2 separate regions of the Capra hircus genome follow, and region 2 is linked to region 1. Evidence: chromatin contacts called from public Hi-C data. All regions are on one chromosome and are shown on one strand. Each heading gives the region's core, a stretch centred on a gene start, on an enhancer-like site or on the middle of the called end of the contact. The rest is flanking DNA. Distances are from core to core; before and after follow the strand shown. Region 1 has its middle 95 kb from the start of USP12. Region 2 has its middle 18 kb from the start of TRNAC-GCA.

What was found. A called contact is a pair of places that touch in the nucleus more often than the background predicts.
Region 2: a contact with region 1 is called in a Hi-C map of blood, with 7 times the contacts expected there. The contact joins two enhancer-like sites. A contact is called at or near these places in 2 of 5 Hi-C or Micro-C datasets (blood and liver).

What each region holds. Positions count from the first base shown.
Region 1 is chr12:53,967,533-53,971,830 of ARS1.2, forward strand. No RefSeq gene overlaps it. Among named protein-coding and RNA genes, the nearest start is that of USP12, 95 kb to the right of the region's middle. Within about 2 kb of position 2,874, at least 1 of the 5 cell types and tissues checked has an H3K27ac peak or open chromatin away from gene starts, as enhancers often do.
Region 2 is chr12:54,544,924-54,549,386 of ARS1.2, forward strand. No RefSeq gene overlaps it. Among named protein-coding and RNA genes, the nearest start is that of TRNAC-GCA, 18 kb to the right of the region's middle. Within about 2 kb of position 2,263, at least 2 of the 5 cell types and tissues checked have an H3K27ac peak or open chromatin away from gene starts, as enhancers often do.

The DNA of each region.
Region 1 (4,298 bases), core at 1,624-4,123:
CGGAGGGACCCAGGGCAGCCTCTGTGAACCAGCTCTGATGGTAACAAAGACAAGACGTCTGACAGCACAGAGGGCTTCCTCCTCCAAGGGAAAAGGCACACAGACACACAGACACACACACCACACACACACACACACACACACACACACACACACACACACACACGGGGATGTGAAGATCGAACCAGGGTCTTGTGCACTGCAGGCAGGTCCCTTACCATCTGAGCCACCGCGGAAGCCCAAGGTTGGGGCAGGAGTTCACTGACCATGTAGGAGAGAGAGGACAGCTGGAAAAAGGGAAGACACCAACTGCCAAATGCAGACACATTCGCCCCCAAGATTAGGCGGGGAAATGTGTCCTCTTCTCCCCCATGTCAGACCTCTTAGCATCCTGCCCAGCTTCAGTCTAGAATCAGTCCTCCAGGACCGAGAGAACGGGTCGGGGGTCCACCTGACCCCTGCAGCCCAAGCCTGGCTCCCTGAAAGGGTGATGGGAAAGAGGCCGCCCTGCCCCCACAGCCCAGCACACCACGTTCTCTCTGTTCTCTCTATAGAAAAACGGCATCACAAAATCAAAATGCACGTGGGTAAAGAAACATAAAAATATTCCACCAGGCAGCTTATTCACAGACAAGTCCATTTCTGTTTGTGGTATTTGTAGGCTTTTTAAAATTTGTAACTTGATGAGATTTTTCTCTTATTCTTAAAAAAAAAACAACTCCAGCAAACTCGGTCTTATTTTTCTTAAACTGTACCACCCCCTCCCCAAATCCTCATCCTAAGTCCTCAGAGTAGAGAACACCCCCAAATGTGCACCTCCCCTTGATCCTGGGCACGTGAAGCTCCTGGGAGCTCCCCCACCCACAGCCCACCTCTTCTTGTCCCTCCTTAACTTGACTGACAGATGCCCAGCGCCCACAGAGAGCAACAGGCAGCTGGAGGCAGGGCCAAGGGACCCTGTTGGTAAATGGACTCTGTGTGGGTGCGAGCCTGGGAAGATCGCAGGCCCTGAGAGCCACAGCACCTGGTCAGGTTCACTGCCCACCTTCTGGGGGCCTCTGGACACACTGCACCCCTCCTACCCCGACCCCGGCCAGCGAGAGCCAGAGACGATGGAATATGAAGGAGCCAGTGGGGAACGGCACTGGTGGAGACAGAAGCCAGTGCCCTGAGGGGACCCCATGTGGTTTCCGGTAGTGGCCCTCTCCACAGTCACAGCCTGGGACACAGTGGCCGAGGCCCCCAAAGTGGACTCTGAGGCCCAGCTCCCTCAGGAGTCCACCTCCCGGCTCTCACCCTCACGTGATGCTCTGCAGGCTGGCCGCCTCCTCTCCAAGCTACTTCCAACAAACAGGATTGTCTCTGCCACCAGCAGAGCCCAGCCCTGTACCTCAGGGTTTCAGAGGATACTAGAGAAACACTAGCTAAACGCTAAACGCGTGCATGCTGAGTCATGTCCAACACTTGGAAGCCCCATGGACTGCCAAGCTCCTCTGTCCAGGGGATTCTCCAGGCAGGAATACTGGAGTGGGTAGCCATTTCCTCCTCCAGAGGATCTTCCTGACCCAGGGATCAAACTTGCGTCTCCTGCCTTGGCAGGCGGATTCTTAACCACTGGACCACGAGGGAAGTCCTCTCCAGGTGATTCTTACGAGCACTGAGGTCTGTGAGCCTGGCCCTGGCTGTGACATTTCCTTTCTAATGGCTTGCAGCATCTGCTGTCCGGATGTCTGTGGCCCATGGCACGGAACTGTGCACCTGTGTGGGCAGGGGAGGGGTCAGGGCATCTCTGGAAGGGGATGCTGACGGGCTTCCTCTGAAACACTGTCCAGCACCTGGTGACTCAGAAGGAGCCCACAGCGGATGAAGGAACAGTGGAGGGCCCAGGAAAAATGCTCACTGGACATGTATGACAGCCAGGGACAGTCCGCCTTGGTGACCCCGCTGTAATCGGCCATGTTCTGGGCTGGGAAGGCCGCTCCAGCCTCGTTTGCCAGCGAAGATGAGAAACCATCTTGCAGCCGCAGAACCTGGTATGAAATCCCTGGTGTACCTTTGAATTTTCTAGCAATAAAGATTAAACAATAAGATGTCAGCTGGGTATGGGTTCTGAGGGCCATGGGGACTGCGTGGAACTCAGGGAGTTTTGCTCCCAGGCCGTGAGCTATCTGACTGGTGGGATCCATGGGGAAAGCGCTGAGAAGACCCATCCAGGCCACTCGGGCCCTGCGCCTGCTTGTTCCCCGGCTCCCCACTGGACAGAAGCTTCAGCCCTGACCCAGGGCCTGGCAGCAACCTGTATGGGGAACTGGCCAACGTCAGGACGGCAGCTGGGCTGGAAGGAGATGCGGCTGATCGTGACTGAGAACTCAACAGGACACGGGCCCTTCTGCGAAGGCTACCCCCTTGACCGCCAATCTGGCCCCACGGAGACAAAACTGCTCTCTGAACCAATGAGTCAGAGGGTCCCTTCCCAGCTCTGAAACCCTGAGGAGCTCCGGGCCCAGCCTGGCCAGCCCCGAGCTGGAGTCAGAGGTGGGGCGGGGGTGGCCTGGACTCTGCCCAGGGTGGGGAACAGCTTCCGAGAGTGTACCCAGGACGACATGAGCCAAGACCCACTGCCAGACTTCCCGGGTTTGCAGCTTTCCAGACTGCAGGCACGTCCCAGTGAGGAGGGCAGCTTTCTAGAATGTTCTGGCTCAGCCCTCTTTTCTCCTCTTACTCCACTCTTATCCCCTTTCCATTCCTCTCCCTCTCCAGGCCCTACTCAGCCCTTTTATCTTCTCCCCAGACACCATTATCAGCGATATTTTCTAGCTGAGCAGTCAGAAGGGGTGACCAGGTGGGCCGCGAGGGCAGCCGCCCCTCAAGGGTCAGCGCCCCCCTCCACCTCCAGCCCGGCCCCCCTCGCCCGTGCCAGCCCCCAGGGTCCAGCTGTTCCCAGGGTCCCTGGGCAGATGCTAACTGAGGACAGCGGAGCCCGTTCCGGGAAGGACTCCACGCCACCGCACGGGCCAGTTAACAAGGGTCCACAGCACATGCTACACTGCTCACGCATCATCAGCTGATGACGCTGCTTTCAGAGATTCTATCCTCCCCACCCAACTCACGATTTAAATTGTATTCAAGGAAAAGGAGCTGTGTGTTCAGAAGCCCAGAGATAGCAATAAAACCAAGCGAGACAAAAGCCTGGCGGCAAGCAGGTTTACCCTGATGTGTTTTTCACCTCACAAACTGCTAAATAAACAGCACATGGAGCCCCACGAGTGTTTTACGGCACCTTCTGCGTGTTATTTCCTGAAGATGCGTCCCTACACACCTCAGCCTCTGTAATTTAGCTAAAGCCGCAGAGGTAAAAGCAGCTGGGCCACTTGTCCCCACATCCACCAGCGAGTCTTGTGGCTGTGTTAGCCATGCTTCTGGGAATCACAGCCCTTCCTGGCTGGCCAGGGGACGCTACGGCCAGCCGGCTGCCCCACTGCAGGCAGCTCCTGTCCCCGGGCTGGTGGCATGCCACTCGGCCTTGTTCCAGCAGCCTAGAGTGAATTGTTTCCATTTTATATCTGTCGGCTTTCACAAAACCTACTTATCCCACTCTTCAATCTAACATTGGCAACTCACGTTAGTCTCCGCGGGCCCCAGCCAGTCAGAAGGAGTTAAGTGATTCTGATCAGGTCTGACGCATCACCCGGCAATGTCAAGCTATGCCCTGGACTCCAGATGGTTCCCTCCACCAACTTGAACAAAATGGCAGAACTCAAGTGTCTAAATACTCAGATCTTCTACAAAGCCTGAAGGATTGCTGTGGAGTTGGGTTTAATGGGTCTCCAAAGCAGCACAACTGCCATCAGGAAATGGTCTAAGGCTGAAGGCATACAGGACATGAGCGTGTGTGTGCTCAGTCGGGTCCGACTCTGGGCGACCCCATGGACTGTAGCCCACCAGGCTCCTCTGTCCATGGGATTCTCCAGGCAAGGAGTGGGTTGCCATTTCCTTTTCCAGAGGATCAAACTCGCATCTCCAGCATCTCCTGCATTGGCAGGCAAGTTCTTTACCACTGAGCCACCAGGGAAGCCTGTAAAGGACGTGAGTAGGTGGGCACACAGGCTTGCTGGCTGGAGGTGGTCTGTGATGACTGTGCTCAGACTCTGTGCCTGGTGCCAGGTGGAGAGATGGCAGCAGGGGGTTTAGATGAGTCCTTCTGGGGGCAAGCTGGCCAAAGAGAAAAGGATGCTGACAGTCTGCAGAGTTCTCATCAGTCTTATTATCGGCATCAAAAATGCCAGGTTCTCAGACTT
Region 2 (4,463 bases), core at 1,013-3,512, 580 kb after region 1:
TGATGCTGGGAAAGACTGAAGACAGGAGGAGAAGGGGACAACAGAGGATAAGATGGTTGGGTGGCATCACCGACTCGATGGACATGAGTTTGAGCAAGCTCTGGGAGATACTGAAGGACAGGGAAGCCTGGCATGCTACAGTCCATGGGGTTGCAAAGAGTCGAGACGACTGAGTGACTGAACAACAACTATTATACTGAGCTCGCCTCACATTATGAGCATCTCAGTTACTACTAAAAGGTTAGAACAAGTTGTCAGAGCTCCTTGGCATCTGGTTATTCTCACATCAGGGCCCCAGCAGTCCTGAAGAAAATTCTGAAAGACAGCAAAGAATCCGGTCCAATTCCTGACTTGACTCGGATCTTCCCTTCTTCCCAGGCCCACCCACTATGTCTTTCTAGGTCCTGTGTTCACTTGAGCCCACTGCTAAAGTTAAATGCCCTGTCTTTCCAATTAAAAATAAAGTTAAAATTTGAACTTGTCACATTAAAACAAATTTCTCAACTTTCTTTCCATTCTATCCTAAATATAAAACAACAACAACAACAACAAAAACCCACTTAATAAATGCCCTCATCAAGAGCTGTTAAGGGACTCCCTGGTGGTCCAGTGGTTAAGACTCTACTCTTCCAATGCAGAGGGTTCCCTAGTTGTGGAACTAGATTCCACGCAGGCTGCAACTAAGAGTTCGGCATGCTGCAAGGAAGGTCCTTCGAGCTGTGTAACTAAGACTGGGCAAAGCCAAAAATAATTTTTAAGAAAAGAGCTATTAATACACACGTTTGGTACCAAAAGTGCCTTCCTGGAGAGCAACGATCCTGAGTACATTTCTCAACAGTCCCCCTAAGATGTAGCTTTGACTGCCCCCCACCAAGTCTTCCTGCCATAGTCAGAGACCCAGAAGGTGGCTGTGCCCACCCCCTTCCCCAGACCCACACCCACCTGCAGGACGTGCTGCTGCTCCTCTGGCTCCATTCAATGGTTTCCACTTCACTCTAGGATTTCATCTATTTGCATAGCTCAGCCTTCAAGAGTTTCTCTGCCTTTTGTCTGTCCTCCTCACTCCTGATGACTCAGCCACACAGCCTCTCCCGCAATTTATGACACCTCCTGTCTCAGTCTTTGTCCAGCATTTTCCACCTGGGCTATTCTTATTTATCCCTCAGGCTGAGCTTGCATGCTCTGGCAGTGAGGTCTCAACCTAAATTACTCTCATGTGTCACCTTCCCTATAGGGACACACAACCGTTTGTGTTTTTATTGGTTTTCAGCTCCAGCTCCTTCCTTGGGTGGTAAGTTTCAGGAGAGTAAAGAAAGCATCTGTCTTGTTCACTGACATAAACCCCCAGCGCCAAGCCCAGGGCTCAGCTGGGATAGGAGAATGACTCAGGTGAATACACGAGTGGGTTCTAGGAGGTTGATATTGTTACCACTGAGAGGTTTAGTGATTTCCTGCTGCTGCACATCTGGGTTGGTGGTGCTCGTGGTAAAGAACCCGCCTACAAGAGATGCAGGTTCCATCCCTGGAGAAGAGATACAGGTTCCATCGCTGGGGAAGATCCCCTGGAGGAGGGCATGGCAACCCACTCCAGGATTCTTGCCTGGAGAATCCCATGGACAGAGGAATCATAAAAAGTCAGACACTACCGAAGTGACTTAGCACATACGCACACACATCTAGCAGGAAGACGTGCGGTCTAGGTGACGGCATCCCCTGGAAAATTGAAGGGCGGTGGGAAGGGAGGGGGAGCAGGCAGGTGAGAAGATTCTAGAGGGGTCGTTCTCAGATTCAGATCCCTCCTCGAGCGGGGCCGTGTAAGAATACGCGAGAAGCACATTCAATGCTTACACTTAACTGCAGGAAGTATTTTTGTTTTCATCATCCGGAGTGAGCAAGGGTCTCCCCTACAAGCATCCCTCTTGTCTGGAGAAGAAGAGCAGACAATACAAGACTTCTCCTCTGAGAGCAGATTTGTGGGTTTGAAGGAAGCTCGCGGGTTTAATAGGCGACTGAGACAGTGCTTGAGGCCTCTCAGTTCCCTGGGAACCGCGAGCGCCAGGCTGCGGGGCGCAGGAACGTTGAGTTGTGGGGACCCAGCTGGTGGAAAAGGCTGCCCCGGGCCCGGCCAGGCGGGCGCTCCCGGGGAGCGCACGGCAGAGGGCGCCCGAGAGCCGAGCCTGGCGCGCTCGGCAGGTGCGCCTGCGCTACCAGGTGACCCGACCAGCGCGCGCCGCGAGAGCGCCGGGACCCGCTCCTTCTCCCCCGCCTCCTCCCCCCCGCCCGGATCTCCCCGTGCTTCCGTGTGAGAACGTGCTCAGAGACCCTCCGGCGATCCGAAAAACATCTGCTGGCCATTGATACTGTTATTCCGGTGTGTAAGCGACAGGTGATCTTAAGAAAGCCGCCAAGGGCCTTTGGGATCAGGACAGGCCTGCGGGATGTGTTTGGGGAGCTGGTTTTTGTTTGTGGAGTGTGTTGTTTCCATGGGTAGTGGGTTTTGCTTGTTTTGTTTTAATGTATAGGTTAAAATTTGTCATTCTGGAAAAGTGCTTTTTTCCCAGAGTGACTAGACCCATCTCTGGCGATTTCCCTTCTCAAACGACTGATGGGAAAAGAACAATCGAAACAGGTCAAAATAAGAGAGAAACTGCCCAAGGGACTGTTTATCAGTCCCTTTGACCGATAAACTTTGACTCCCCCCTTGCCCCTACTCCCTTACTGGAAATGAGATTCATTAAGTCCAAAAGGAATGTCAGAGCTGGAAGCCAGTGTTGAAATTAAACCACCTTCTCATTGTTAGGTAGATGGAACAGGAGGCCCAGAGGGGATAAAGGACTTGTCCAAGGTCACAGCGCCCTTGAGCATGGTGGGACTGAAGTTTTCATGGTGTGTGTGAAGCTTTCATTCTACATTTTATATCACTCAGAAAAGGAAGGGAAAGTGAAATGATTTTAACATCCTAGAATCCTGTCTCTTCAAGATGGTAGATGTTGGTATTTTTGCTATATAATTTTCCATAATTTTAAAGTTATATCAATCAGTTCAGCTCAGTCGTGTCTGACTTTTTGCAACCCCATAGTCGGCAGCATGCCAGCCTTCCCTGTCCATCACCAACTCACGGAGCTTACTCAAACTCATGTCCATCAAGTCAGTGATGCCATCCAACCATCTCATCCTCTATCATCCCCTTCTCCTGCCTTCAATCTTTCCTAGCATCAGGGTCTTTCCCAATGAGTCAGGTCTTCACATCAGGTGGCCAAAGTATTGGAGCTTCAGCTTCAGCATCAGCCCTTCCAATGAATATTCAGGACTGATTTCCTTTAGGATGGACTGGTTTGATCTCCTTGCAGTCCAAGGGACTCTCAAGAATCTTCTCCAGCACAATTTGAAAGTATCAATTCTTCAGCGCTCAGCTTTCTTTATGGTCCAACTTTCACATCCATACATGACTACTGGAAAAACCATAGCTTAGACTAGACAGACCTTTGTTGGCAAAGTAATGTCTCTGCTGTTTAAAGCTAGGTTGGTCATAGCTTTTCTTCCAAGGAGCAAGTGTCCTTTAATTTCATGACTGCACTCACCATCTGCAGTGATTTTGGAGCCCAGAAAAATAAAGTCTTTGTTTCCATTGTTTCCCCATCTATTTGCCATGAAGTGATGGGACCAGATGCCATGATCATAGTTTTTTTAATGTTGAGTTTTAAGCCAGCTTTTTCACTCTCCTCTTTCACTTTCATCAAGAGGCTCTTTAGTTCTTCTTCACTTTCTGCCATAAGGGTGGTGTCATCTGCATATCTGAGATTATTGATATTTGTCTCGGCAATCTTGATTCCAGCTTGTGCTTCATCCCGTCTGGCATATCACATGATGTACTCTGCATAAAAGTTAAATAAGCAGGGTGACAATATACAGCCTTGATGTATTCCTTTCCCAATTTGGAACCAGTCTATTGTTCCATGTCCAGTTCTAACTGCTGCTTCTTGACCTGCATACAGATTTCTCAGGAGGCAGGTAAGATGGTCTGGTATTCCCATCTCTTTAAGAGTTTTCCAGTTTATTGTGATTCACACAGTCAACAGCTTTGGCGTGGTCAATAAAACAGAAGTAGATGTTTTCTGAAGCTCTCTCGCTTTTTCTATGATCCAACGGATGTCAATAGTTTTATCAAAACTTATATCAAAAAAAAAACTTATATCAGCTTCCCAAAACCACGTCAGCCCGTTCATGTTGCTTTGTAACCGTGTTGTGTGTGTGTGTCAGTGTGTCTACAACACTTCCCCATGTCAGTTAGGGAACAGCTACATCATAATTTCTAACAGATGCCTGACCATTCCACTGAATGGATATATCTTCATTACTTTAATCAAACCCTTACTGCAAGACATAAGATTTTTCAAATGTCAAACTCACAAATGACACTGTACCAAACATTTCTATTCATATACATTTTTTTTTTGAGCATT